Linked DNA regions of Mus musculus: regions 1 and 2 are each linked to region 3. The links are chromatin contacts, called in public ChIA-PET and Hi-C maps. All regions are on one chromosome and are shown on one strand. The core of a region is the stretch at or near the end of the contact, and the rest is flanking DNA. Distances in the headings are between cores, read along the strand shown.

Region 1 (3,629 bases), core at 591-3,090, 130 kb before region 3:
GCTTGGGTTAAAACTCACAGCTCTTCTATTGCTGAATTTGGCTGACTGGAGAGGCTTCTGTTCCTCCCTGGAACCAAGCAGAGACATTTTTGGATCCTTCTCAGTGGGGGTTATCTGTAGTGCAGCCTAGAACAGGCTATCACACTGCGAGCTAAAGGGAAGACAGGGCACAGTAAGAGTGGAAGCCACAGTCCTCTTGTGACTTAGCCCTCAAATTGGCATCCTATCAAGTAAGTCACTTAGGGGAGGGAATTCCTGGGAAATAATTTGGAGGAATCTAGGAAGACCTCTCTTTCTCAACTCTGTCTCACATCTCTATAACCCTGGATTGTTGTTGTTGTCGTCTTCTTCTTCTTCTTCTTCTTCTTCTTCTTCTTCTTCTTCTTCTTCTTCTTCTTCTTCTTCTTCTTCCTCCCCCTCCTCCTCTTCTTCTTCTTCTCCTCCTTCCTCTTCTTCCTCTCCTTCTCCTTCTGCTCCTTCTTCTTCTCCTTCTTCTTCCTCTTCTTCTTCATCATCTTCTTCATCTTCTTCTTCCTCTTCATCTTCCTCTTCTTCTTCTCCTTCTCCTCCTTCTCCTTCTCCTCCTTCCTCTTCTTCCTCTCCTCCTTCTCCTCCTTCTTCTCCTTCTTCTTCCTCTTCCTCCTCCTCCTCCTCCTCCTCCTCCTCTTCTTCTTCTTCTTCTTCTTCTTTTCTTCTTCTTCTTCTTCTTCCTCTTCTTCCTCTTCTTCCCCTTCCTCTTCCCCTTCTTCCCCTTCCCTTCTTCCCCTTCCTCTTCTTCTTTCTGGCCCATGGTTTGAGAGCTTTCTTTTTTTATTAGATACTTTCTTTATTTACATTTCAATTATTACCCCCTTTCCTGGTTCCCCCATCTGAAAACCCCTATTCCATTCCCCACCCCCACTAACCACCCCATATACTCCTGCTTCCATGTAAGGACACATGCTCCACTATGTTTACAGCGGCCTTATTTATAATAGCCAGAAGCTAGAAAGAACCCAGATGTCCCTCAACAGAGGAATGAATACAGAAAATGTGGTACATTTACACAATGGAATACTACTCAGCTATTAAAAACAATGAATTCATGAAATTCTGAGGCAAATGGGTGGAACTAGAAAATATCATCCTGAGTGAGGTAACCCAGTCACAAAAAAAACACACATGGTGTGCACTCACTGATAAGTGGATATTAGCCCAGAAGCTCAGAATACCCAAGATACAATGCACAGACCACATGAAGTTCAAGAAGAAGGAAGACCAAAGTATGGATGCTTCGGTCATGAATTGTTTTAACACATCAACCAAAGCATGTCATAGAAGCTTTATTGCAGAAGCAGATATGTGAATCTTAAACTGTTCTCCAAAGAGATTTATAGAAGTGTACAAGGAGCTGGAGAGATGGTTCAATGGTTAAGAGTACTAACTGCTCTTCCGGAGGACCTCGGTTTAATTCCCAGCACCCACATGATGGCTAACAACAGTCTGTACTTCTAGTTCTGGGGGACCTGACACCCTCTTCTGGCTTCTGCAAGCACCAAGCATGTATGTGGTCAAAGACAATGCATAAGGCAAAACACCCAGACACATTGAAAAGCAATATCCAAGAATACCCCTCTGGTGATATACAGAACTCAAGAAATAGCTCTTGTTGGTTAGTAATTTTTAAGAATATGGACAGGTTCTGTGGTCAAGGAGCTGAAAGCTGCAGCAGGTCAGTACAGATGAGCTTACTGTGGGGTAACCTGGGTTCCTGAGGGTTAACCTCTGGAGTAACCCAGCTGTCAGAAGCCTCTCAGCAGGCAAACCTGATCAAAGGACTGCTCTCTAGCTAAGAGACAGTCAAGTATGCAAGCAAGAGAAGGCTCTGGACCCAGCCATCACTGTCTTGACTGCTGTGCACACTCAGCCTGTAAAGTTTGCACTGTCTGTGTTTGTGCATTTATGTGTCTTTCTCCACACACGTCTGTTGATACATCTAGGAATGCACACAGGCATTCATGGGTGTGTTGTATGTATGTGTGTGCCTCTTTAGGTAAAAGTATGTCTGGGATCTCTGGGAGCAGTCAGGGCTTCTCGGCAGGTCTGGAGCATCCTGGGAATGAAACATGTTGGTGCAGCCCACTAACACTAACCATGGAGATGGCTGCATATCCCTAAGAAGCCCTCGGTTTGTTGCCTTCAGCACAAGTATCAGATGTTTTCATCTTCTATGGGAACTTCCTGTTCGGCTTCCTGTTGATCTTAAACTTTTTCTTTTAAGGATGTAATTCTTTATTTTGCTTTTGAGTTTGCCCAGGAAGGCACTGTGGTTCTTGAGTACCTCTGAGAAAAAGAGAAAAAAAAAAAAAGAAAAGAATCTTGCCACAGCGGATCAACTTGCTAGCTACAGTTAAAGGCTCCAGAAATGGAGGGCAGGGGCATTCATTATCATGAACACGGTCAATTGTTCCTGTTTGCGTGAATCAGTGGCAGGGGTGGGGAGAGAGGAGGGTACCTTGGGACAGACTTCTCTTGGGATTATGGTGGGCCTGGTCTGAGGTTTGTGGGACAGTCAGAACTCCATCAATTCTATACCTCAGTTTACCTCTAGTGCTGAGGCTGCCCAGGAGAGAGCAGCTACAAGTCCCAATGCTTCCTCCATAGAGGAGAGAGTTGGCTCAGCTTAGCTCTAAGCCACCTCAGCAGGCCCCAGGCTTCATCCCCTGTGACAGTCCCTTTTCTCTGAGCACAGGTTCCTCTGGGACCTGCTCCCTTCTAGCCTCCTGCTGGTGTCCCTTTCATCCACCCTCCACTTCTCTCATTATTATTATTGTTGTTGCTGTTGTTTTTCAAGACAGGGTTTCTTGTTATAACAGAGCCCTGGCTGTCCTGGACTTGCTTGGTAGACCAAGCTGGCCTTGAACTCACAAAGATGTGCCTGTCTCTGCCTCCTAGGTCTGCAGAAGCTTTCTTGTCACCTACCTTGCCCTGGCCTGCTTTTCCTCTTGGTTTCTTTCTACTTACTGTTTCTCTTTCTCTGAGTGGATCTGGGCTGCGGTCAAAGCCTTCACTTATTTTCCTTCTCGCTCCAGGCTCTCTTCTGCTGAGCAATGAAGATATGCCCTTCTTCTCCCCCACTTGTCTGGATGGCCCAAGAAGACGCAGTCTGTTACTTCTCCCCTTGGCCTCACCTTCAGGACCAGGACGGAGAAATTGGACTCAATACCTCTTCTGTAGTCTTAGCTCTGGCGTCCATCAGCAGCTACCAGGCGGTCAGTAGCAGCCCACCCTATCCCTCCCTCCTGCCCAGGCCCAGCAGGGAGACCTTTGCACTTTAAAGAAACTCACACTTTCACCCACCCAACCCCTGAAGGAAGGTGGGGTTTGAGGCAGCCTGGGGGAGATGGAGTCCAGGAAACTTCAGTCCTATCTTGCTTAAGGCAGAACTCTACCGTAATAGAAAAGGAGACCCAGTTCCCTCCAACTGCTGAGGGCCTAAAAGAGCTCTTACCCTCCCTTCCCCAACCTTGTGCAAATGTGAACTAGCACTGCGTGCAAATGTGAACTAGCACTGCGGTTTCCAAGTAAGGCCACGTGTAACAGACTTGTTGGTTCTGCTCCTTACTGGATAAGGTCAGGATCTGAGGAGC
Region 2 (3,276 bases), core at 446-2,945, 78 kb after region 3:
GCTTGTTGTTTTGCCTTGTTATCAATGGAGGAAGCAGGATATTCAACAGGTCCAGAGAATGCTTAGTGAGACCAGGGCACACACCTAACGTAGGAAGAGGGATCAGGATGCTCCCTAACGTAGGGGGGAAACTCAGAAACGCGCACTAAGGCCAGTTTTTAAGTATTTGAACAACTAAGAGATTTGCACTTTAGTGTACTATTGGGAAGCTATGGCATCCTTTATTTGTCTCTACACTGGATGGATCTGTCTAAATCCAATATTAGCAAGTAGAACCCAACTATGTATAAAACACCATAACTAAGTGAGATTTATCCAAGGCTCAACATTTGAAAAAGCAAATGATGTAAACCAACTACAAACACATCAAGAAGCTAATGAAGGGGAGAGAGACACGGCACAACAGTTAAGAACACGCACTGCTTCTCCAGAAGACCCGGGTTTGGTTCACAGCATTCACACTGGGCATCTCACATCCACCCGCTCCCTACACACACACACACACACACACACACACACACACACACACACACAATTTTAAAAGGAAGTTAAAAAGAAGTCTTAAGTTCACATTAATTGATACAGAAAAAAATCAACCCACAACCTACTCAACCAAAAAACAAAGCAAAACAAAACAAAACAAAACAAAGCCAACACCAATTCACTGCAAAAACTCTTAGTAAACTAAAAATGGAAGGGAACTTCATCAACTTTATTGAGAACATCAACAAAAAACCCTGAAGATAATGTCATATTTAATGATGCTACACAGAGAAAGAAATTAGGAACAACATTAAAATATTTAATTTGCTCTTGTCAGTCTACTTTACTATCATGCTGGAAGTACTTGCCACTACAGTAAGACAAGAAATGAAAACATGAAACCATTTTTCTCCATAGACAATATGATTATCTATGCAGTTAGATAAAACCGACACCCACTGTCAGAGGGAGACTCTTAAGTTAATGGTATAATTCTGAACCGAAAGAGTAAAAATAATTTATTAGATTCATGGTACAGACCACCAGAGGTCACATGATAAAAATTTTAAAAAATATGGCCAGCATATAAAACTAAATTCCATAAAGAGCAACTTGGAGCCAGGTTGGAGCCAGGGGAGGTACTCAATTTACCAAGCTGACCTGTCTACTTAGGCTGTTTGGATCATAGTCTCCTCTACCCAAGCCTAGCCCAGACATTGGCTTCTCTATTGTAGGGCAGGAGAGACATGATGTGGTAGCTGAACACTAGTGAGCTGCTTTAGGGTGATGATGTCTATTCCGTCTTCTTTCTCAAACTTCTCCTGCGCTCAGCCCAAAAAATAGGTGCTTTTTCAAATGTCCATAATTGAACCCAATGAGTTCCTATTCTCTTGATGGTTTCTAGATGTTTTTATGGAGCCATGAACAATTCAATAGCAGAGGCTGCAGTAACTAGTCAACAGTATGAGATCCAACAAAGAAAGAGAATAAAAGGAATAAGCAGGAATGGCGTGCAGAAAGAGAAAAGGCAGGTGTAGAGGCAGATAGACAAGCCTAAGCCCTACACGGTCACACACACGCTGCTAACAAGCAGGTTTCTTAATCTCTCTGAGCCTTGTTTTCTCGATTTTGCAATGAGGATAACGGTGAGACGATGCACAGGAACTTAGCTGGCTGAAAATTACTGAACATGTGTCTTGTTTGCTTACCCAGTCAGTAAGGTCAGCTGCCAATGCCTGCTGCCTTACGTGCCCAAAGCAGACAGGGGCAGAAGGGTTCTACAGGGTGTAATAGACAGCAACGGCACTCTCACCGGACACGGATCTCAGGAGGCTCTTACAGAATCTAGAGTAGGATTCGGAAAGGAAAGAGAACATTTTGAACACAAAGAGGGCACTCAGAGTTAATCGGATGAGTTTCTGAATGGATGCATAAAATAAATGGGTGAATGCTTAGGGGGAAATGAATAAATTAGCATGTCTAAGAAATGATTTAGAAGCAGTGCGCGGATCAGAGAATAAAATTAAAGTAGTTAGCCCTTGATTGCTGCAGAGACGTGTGCTTCCGTGCATGAACCATTCTATAGGTGCCCATGGGACTACTCAGGCATTTTCCAGAGATGGACATTTATATTCCCCTAACCTGTGACAAACTATCTGTCTACAGAAACCACACCCTGTCTGCTTTGACCCCCTGATACTATGCTATCTCTGTGACCTATCTATGACTTGCACTATTAAGTGAATACATTTCCTGTACCCCTTGTAGGACAAGACAACATTTGCACCTGCTGACATATTTAGACTCATGTGTTATCTTAACGGCCGCTGTTCTCTGTTGATAGCAACCACGTCACCTAGATTGCTAGTCAGCTTCCTCCACAAACCACAGGGCAGAAGATTCTCATGAGAAAGAAAAAAAAAGTGCCAAGGATTGTTAAAGTTGGATGTTTGTGTTCTCAAAATGAAGCTCTCAGGTAAGAGTCATGCTTAGATACACCAAGGCCTGGATCCGCAGGGGCTGAGACCAAAGAGGAAGAGAAAGGGAGAGAATGCTAAAGCTCTGAGTTCTAGCTCAGGACACTCATTTTTGTTTGACCCTGGGCATATCATGTGACCTGTTTGGGTACCAGATTTTCTAGAGGACAGTAGAAGTGACTTCTAGGAACTGTGGAGCTCCAACATCTGGAACAGCAGATATGGAGGGCTTATTTTCTATGCTGGAGAAAACAAATTTAGCCCACCTTTCTCTCTGGTCCTGTTTATGGAGTCCCTACTTTTGTCTCCTAGTGAACCAGGCAAGTAAGTGGCTCTGTCATCAGAAAACCAGTGGGTGACCATAGTTGTGTTGATTTGGTGTGTCAATTTCTTGGCTTTTTATTTATTCTTTACTTTCATAAAGAATAAAGGAGACCAGGAGGAGGCCCCCTCTGCCCGCTGAGCCCGTAAATGGGATTTCTCGGCAGTTTGATCTTAGAAATGTCACCACGGGATATTAACAAATTGGATCATGCATGGAGAGTACTAACCAGTATGGCAGGCCTGTCTGGTGAGGAGTAAAAAACAAAAAAAAAAAAAAACAAAAGTGTGGTGTGGCGGGTCAGGCAAAGTCAGCACAGCAGCTGCCTGATGGACAGCAGCAGGATGCACAGGGACACGCATGGGCTTGCTTGATATTACTCTACAGGCCTCCCAGAGTAAGCACCTAGAAAGGAAGAGGATTGCCACATCAGAGCCTTCAAACGCAGCAGCTCACGGGAGCAGTGGCCCTCCTAACTCAGAAACGGTGCTAGGC
Region 3 (3,469 bases), core at 5-2,504:
GGCCCAGGAGGACAGAACACACTGTGGCGGGAACATGGGTGGAAATATCACTTGATTGTCTTAAATCCAGATGAACCCTGCGCTCTGGGGCTGAAGTGGAGTCGCTTCTGCGTCCCAAGAGCTTTAGACCGCAGTAAATGTATAGAATGTGCATTCGCCCCAATTCTGATTTGAGGCTTCCCAGACTCATATGTAAAAAAATCAAATTCTCATTACTGCAGAGTTGGAGATCAGCACAAAGCCAGGTTTCTAGACATAAATGTCAAGTTTATTTTTGATTATTTTGATTTGAATTTGTTTATGTTTTATTCCTGGCATTTGCCTAGTGAAGTCACACAGTCTGCTCAGGATATGATTCTCCGATCCCTGAGACATTAAAATCCAGGACATGGTTTTAAAGCTTTCACCATGACTTCTCAGGAAAAGTGGGACAAAGGGGACAGAATTACAGCAGCAGATGTGATTTCTGTGCCCTCCTATGCCTTGTGGTAAGACCTGTTTTCCCTGGTTTTCAGCCCAATTGTTTTACTGTCCCACCTCCCCCGGCCCCACCTATACTCAAAATCAAGGCCTTTTCTGTCCTGTTTGGAAGGAGGCCAGTAAGATGATTCATGCCAGGATGTTACTGGCTGAGAGCAGCCAGCGGTCCCTTCAAGAAAGTCTAACCTTGCTTATAGCATTCTCTTAAAGCAAAGAGTCTGGCCAGTCAGCGACAGTCACTGACTGTAGCGCCCCATAGCATTTTATGAAGGCTAGCGCAGCAAGCAAGGGTGGGGGAGCAGGTGTGAAAAGAACAAAATAAAAATCTCCAATGCTGGACTTGTGGGGCACACCAGGAGAGCAGCAGCAAGGCCAGCTGAGATCTATCACTCTGCAGAAAGTGTGAGATAGCCCCAGCCTGCTCACAGTGCGGCATAAGGCACAGTAAGTGGCCCACACTCTTTATGTTTGCCGTCAGTATGCCCGGAAGACGCGTGCACAGCCTTTGAAAGGAAAGACCCTGCGGAGATAACTAAGTAGCAAGCACCAGGGAAGTAGGAAACCTGTATCGGAGCTTGTTAGGAACAAGGAGTTTCTTGAAGATGGAAACATCTAGAAGGATCATCCGGGTGAAGTAAGAAAGCAGCAGCCTTACGGCTGGCACAGCCAGGCCTCAAAGACCCAGTTAGAAGCCACCTGCTCTGCCACCTGCTAGTTCACACAAGGCAAGTGGCTCTACCATACTGGTGTGCCACCCAACATGGGCGGTGCTGCCTAAAGGAAATGAGCAGTGCTCCGGAAAAGGCCCTCCACAGCCTTCTCAGCGGCACATATCCTGGCGGTGGGAGCCATCAAAGCCTGTTTACTGGGGCTATTTTTAGCATTAAAGAATTTCGTGGTCCTTCTCAAAGGAGACAGTTCGTCTATACCAGTTCTTTGAGATTCGAACCCTGACAGATTCTGGGAAGCAAATGGCCAGGATGTAGAACCTGAGCTATTTAGACCACCCAGCCCAGTTCCTTAGCAAGCACCTACTTTATTTTGTACCAATGGTTTGCTCTCCGTTGTTATCAGCATCCCCAGGAGGGGCTTAGGCTCTTCGACAGATGTCTTCCTGGCAGTTTGTTGGTTCCTGAATTGCACCCTTCCTTGCAGTATCCCCAGCTCTCCCTGAGACAGGACTGAGTGTGTAATGAGTGCTGTGAGCCAGGGAAGCCATGGAGGAAAAGCCTTAGTAACTGCAGGGAGGGAGGGAGGTCTGGTGTGCGCAGCCGCCAGGCATAGCAGTTTTTAGCAGAATTGTGACAGGAGGCTCAGGGCTCTGGGTGCAGCAGGGGGATGTCTGCCTCCCTCTTGGCTGGGAGTGACCTAGCCAAGTTCCTTCAGAGACTCCCAGGAGGACAAGCAGGTGCTAAAAGAGCAAATAGTTCCACTGAAGGAAGGGGCCACACCCAAGCTGGGCTGCTCTAGGGTCGCAGGGAAGGGGTGGGGGAGGGTGCTATTGGCCATTGTGACTTCAGTCTCAAGATGTTCCATGTCTGTGGCCCCAGACACCCTTCTCCCTCCTCTCTAAAGGGCAGTCCACCTGCCACTGTAGCCAATTTCGCCACCTCCTGGAAGTAAGCGTGCTGGACAGTTCGGAAAGGCCGCTTGGCTGTGCCGGGCCTGTTAAAAACAGGAAACTTTAAGCAGAACTATTTTCTCTGGGTCTAGTTAACCCCGATAGGTTGTCTTGGGATTACTCCAGATTTTGAAGTCAGTGTTGCCACTGAGATCAAAGAAGCTGAAGTGAAAATAAATTCTCAGTAGGCCTCAGCACTAGCCTCTGTCTGTCTGGAGAAAGTAGCCACCTCGCCCTATAACCCAAATGCAGCTGAAACCTTCTCCGGGCATGTTTCCGGGGTCAGGCACCCTTTGCCCAGACTGGCTGGTTTTCCTGACGTGGGGGATAGTCTTCAGCACGTGGTCTCTGGAGCGACAGCTTTGACACCCTCTGAACACTTTTTGTTGATGTTGTTGTTGTTGTTAAAGGAAGAAAAGGCACTTTTTCAGCTTCCCTGAATTAGGAAGGAAGCCTGGGAGGAGGTAGAACCTTCCAGCACCACCCTGGGTGGGGTGCGGCCTCCTCGTACTAGCCAGGTCTTGGGCTCTGAGCTCAGCTTAAATTTTCAGCAGAGGGTTCCACGTTTTTATTTTACTTTGCACAAATCCCGCAAGTTGCATAGCAGTCCTGGGCCCGCCAGAGGTCCTGGCCCACCCACTCAGCCTTGGCTAGACTTGAACTCACTATGTAGACCAAGATGGCCTGGAATTCACAGAGATCTACCTGCCTCTGCCTCCTGATAGCTGGGATTAAAGACCTGCTCTAACACACCTGGTTAAATCCAGATTTCTAAAGCACACACATATTTGACATTAAATAATGAACAAGAAGAGGGCATAGCCTGTGGTCTGAGGATAACAGCCAGGAGCCGGAACAAGAGCTGAGCTTAGATTGCAGAGGTGGACTTGGTAGTCCAGGACACACAGAGTGCATGGTTGGGGGTAGAGTTCCCCCACAACGCCCCCTAGTGTCTGCCTCTTGTCCCTCACGGCTTTGTGCCTCTAAGTTCCATTCTCTTTCGACTATTCTATGTGCTATCTATCCCCGGACTTATGTCCCCAAAGTGGTGCTCTGAGAAGCCACCTCTCTGCCCCTTGACTGGAAGAGAAGCTTTGGGACACTGGGCTCCCTTATTGTCCCAGTCTCTGATATTGGGCCATGGATCTTCTGCCTCTAGCTGGCCTCTTGTCTGTCCTGGGAGGAAGGCTGTCTGTGTGTCCTGCAGTGGTGGCCCAATCCTGTCCAGTTGCCTGACAGACCTCTCTTTCCATACTCATGTGAACTCACATTCCAGGTGAATTAGCAAATTGCTCTTTCTAACTCTATGAAGAATGGAGCTGGAATTTTGCTGGGGATTGTGTTGAATCTGTAGAATGCTTTCGGCAA

What was found. Hi-C and Micro-C count contacts between places; a contact is called where the count stands out from the background. ChIA-PET counts read pairs in DNA pulled down with a chosen protein or histone mark.
Region 1: a contact with region 3 is called in a Hi-C map of embryonic stem cells, with 2.0 times the contacts expected there. The contact joins two enhancer-like sites. A contact is called at or near these places in 1 of 39 promoter capture datasets (embryonic stem cells), 11 of 484 Hi-C or Micro-C datasets (CD4 T cells, the HPC-5 cell line, the HPC-7 cell line and 5 more) and 1 of 9 other capture datasets (embryonic stem cells).
Region 2: an RNA polymerase II ChIA-PET map of effector CD8 T cells shows a contact between it and region 3, with 20 read pairs. The contact joins two enhancer-like sites. A contact is called at or near these places in 14 of 484 Hi-C or Micro-C datasets (the AML12 cell line, B cells, CD8 T cells and 7 more) and 2 of 115 datasets of contacts at active chromatin or transcription factors (CD8 T cells and effector CD8 T cells).

Annotation. Positions count from the first base shown.
Region 1 is chr17:86,672,556-86,676,184 of GRCm38.p6, forward strand. Gm52297 (a long non-coding RNA gene) reads left to right here. Exons shown (of 3, transcript XR_003952297.1): 2 at 3,072-3,251. Among named protein-coding and RNA genes, the nearest start is that of Gm52297, 4.8 kb to the left of the region's middle. Within about 2 kb of position 1,841, at least 15 of the 459 cell types and tissues checked have an H3K27ac peak or open chromatin away from gene starts, as enhancers often do.
Region 2 is chr17:86,878,361-86,881,636 of GRCm38.p6, forward strand. No RefSeq gene overlaps it. Among named protein-coding and RNA genes, the nearest start is that of Tmem247, 37 kb to the right of the region's middle. Within about 2 kb of position 1,696, at least 31 of the 459 cell types and tissues checked have an H3K27ac peak or open chromatin away from gene starts, as enhancers often do. A contact at or near this core is called in CD8 T cells and effector CD8 T cells, where this site is marked.
Region 3 is chr17:86,800,802-86,804,270 of GRCm38.p6, forward strand. The region is part of intron 2 of Epas1 (endothelial PAS domain protein 1); the gene reads left to right. Among named protein-coding and RNA genes, the nearest start is that of Epas1, 49 kb to the left of the region's middle. Within about 2 kb of position 1,255, at least 79 of the 459 cell types and tissues checked have an H3K27ac peak or open chromatin away from gene starts, as enhancers often do. A contact at or near this core is called in CD8 T cells and effector CD8 T cells, where this site is marked.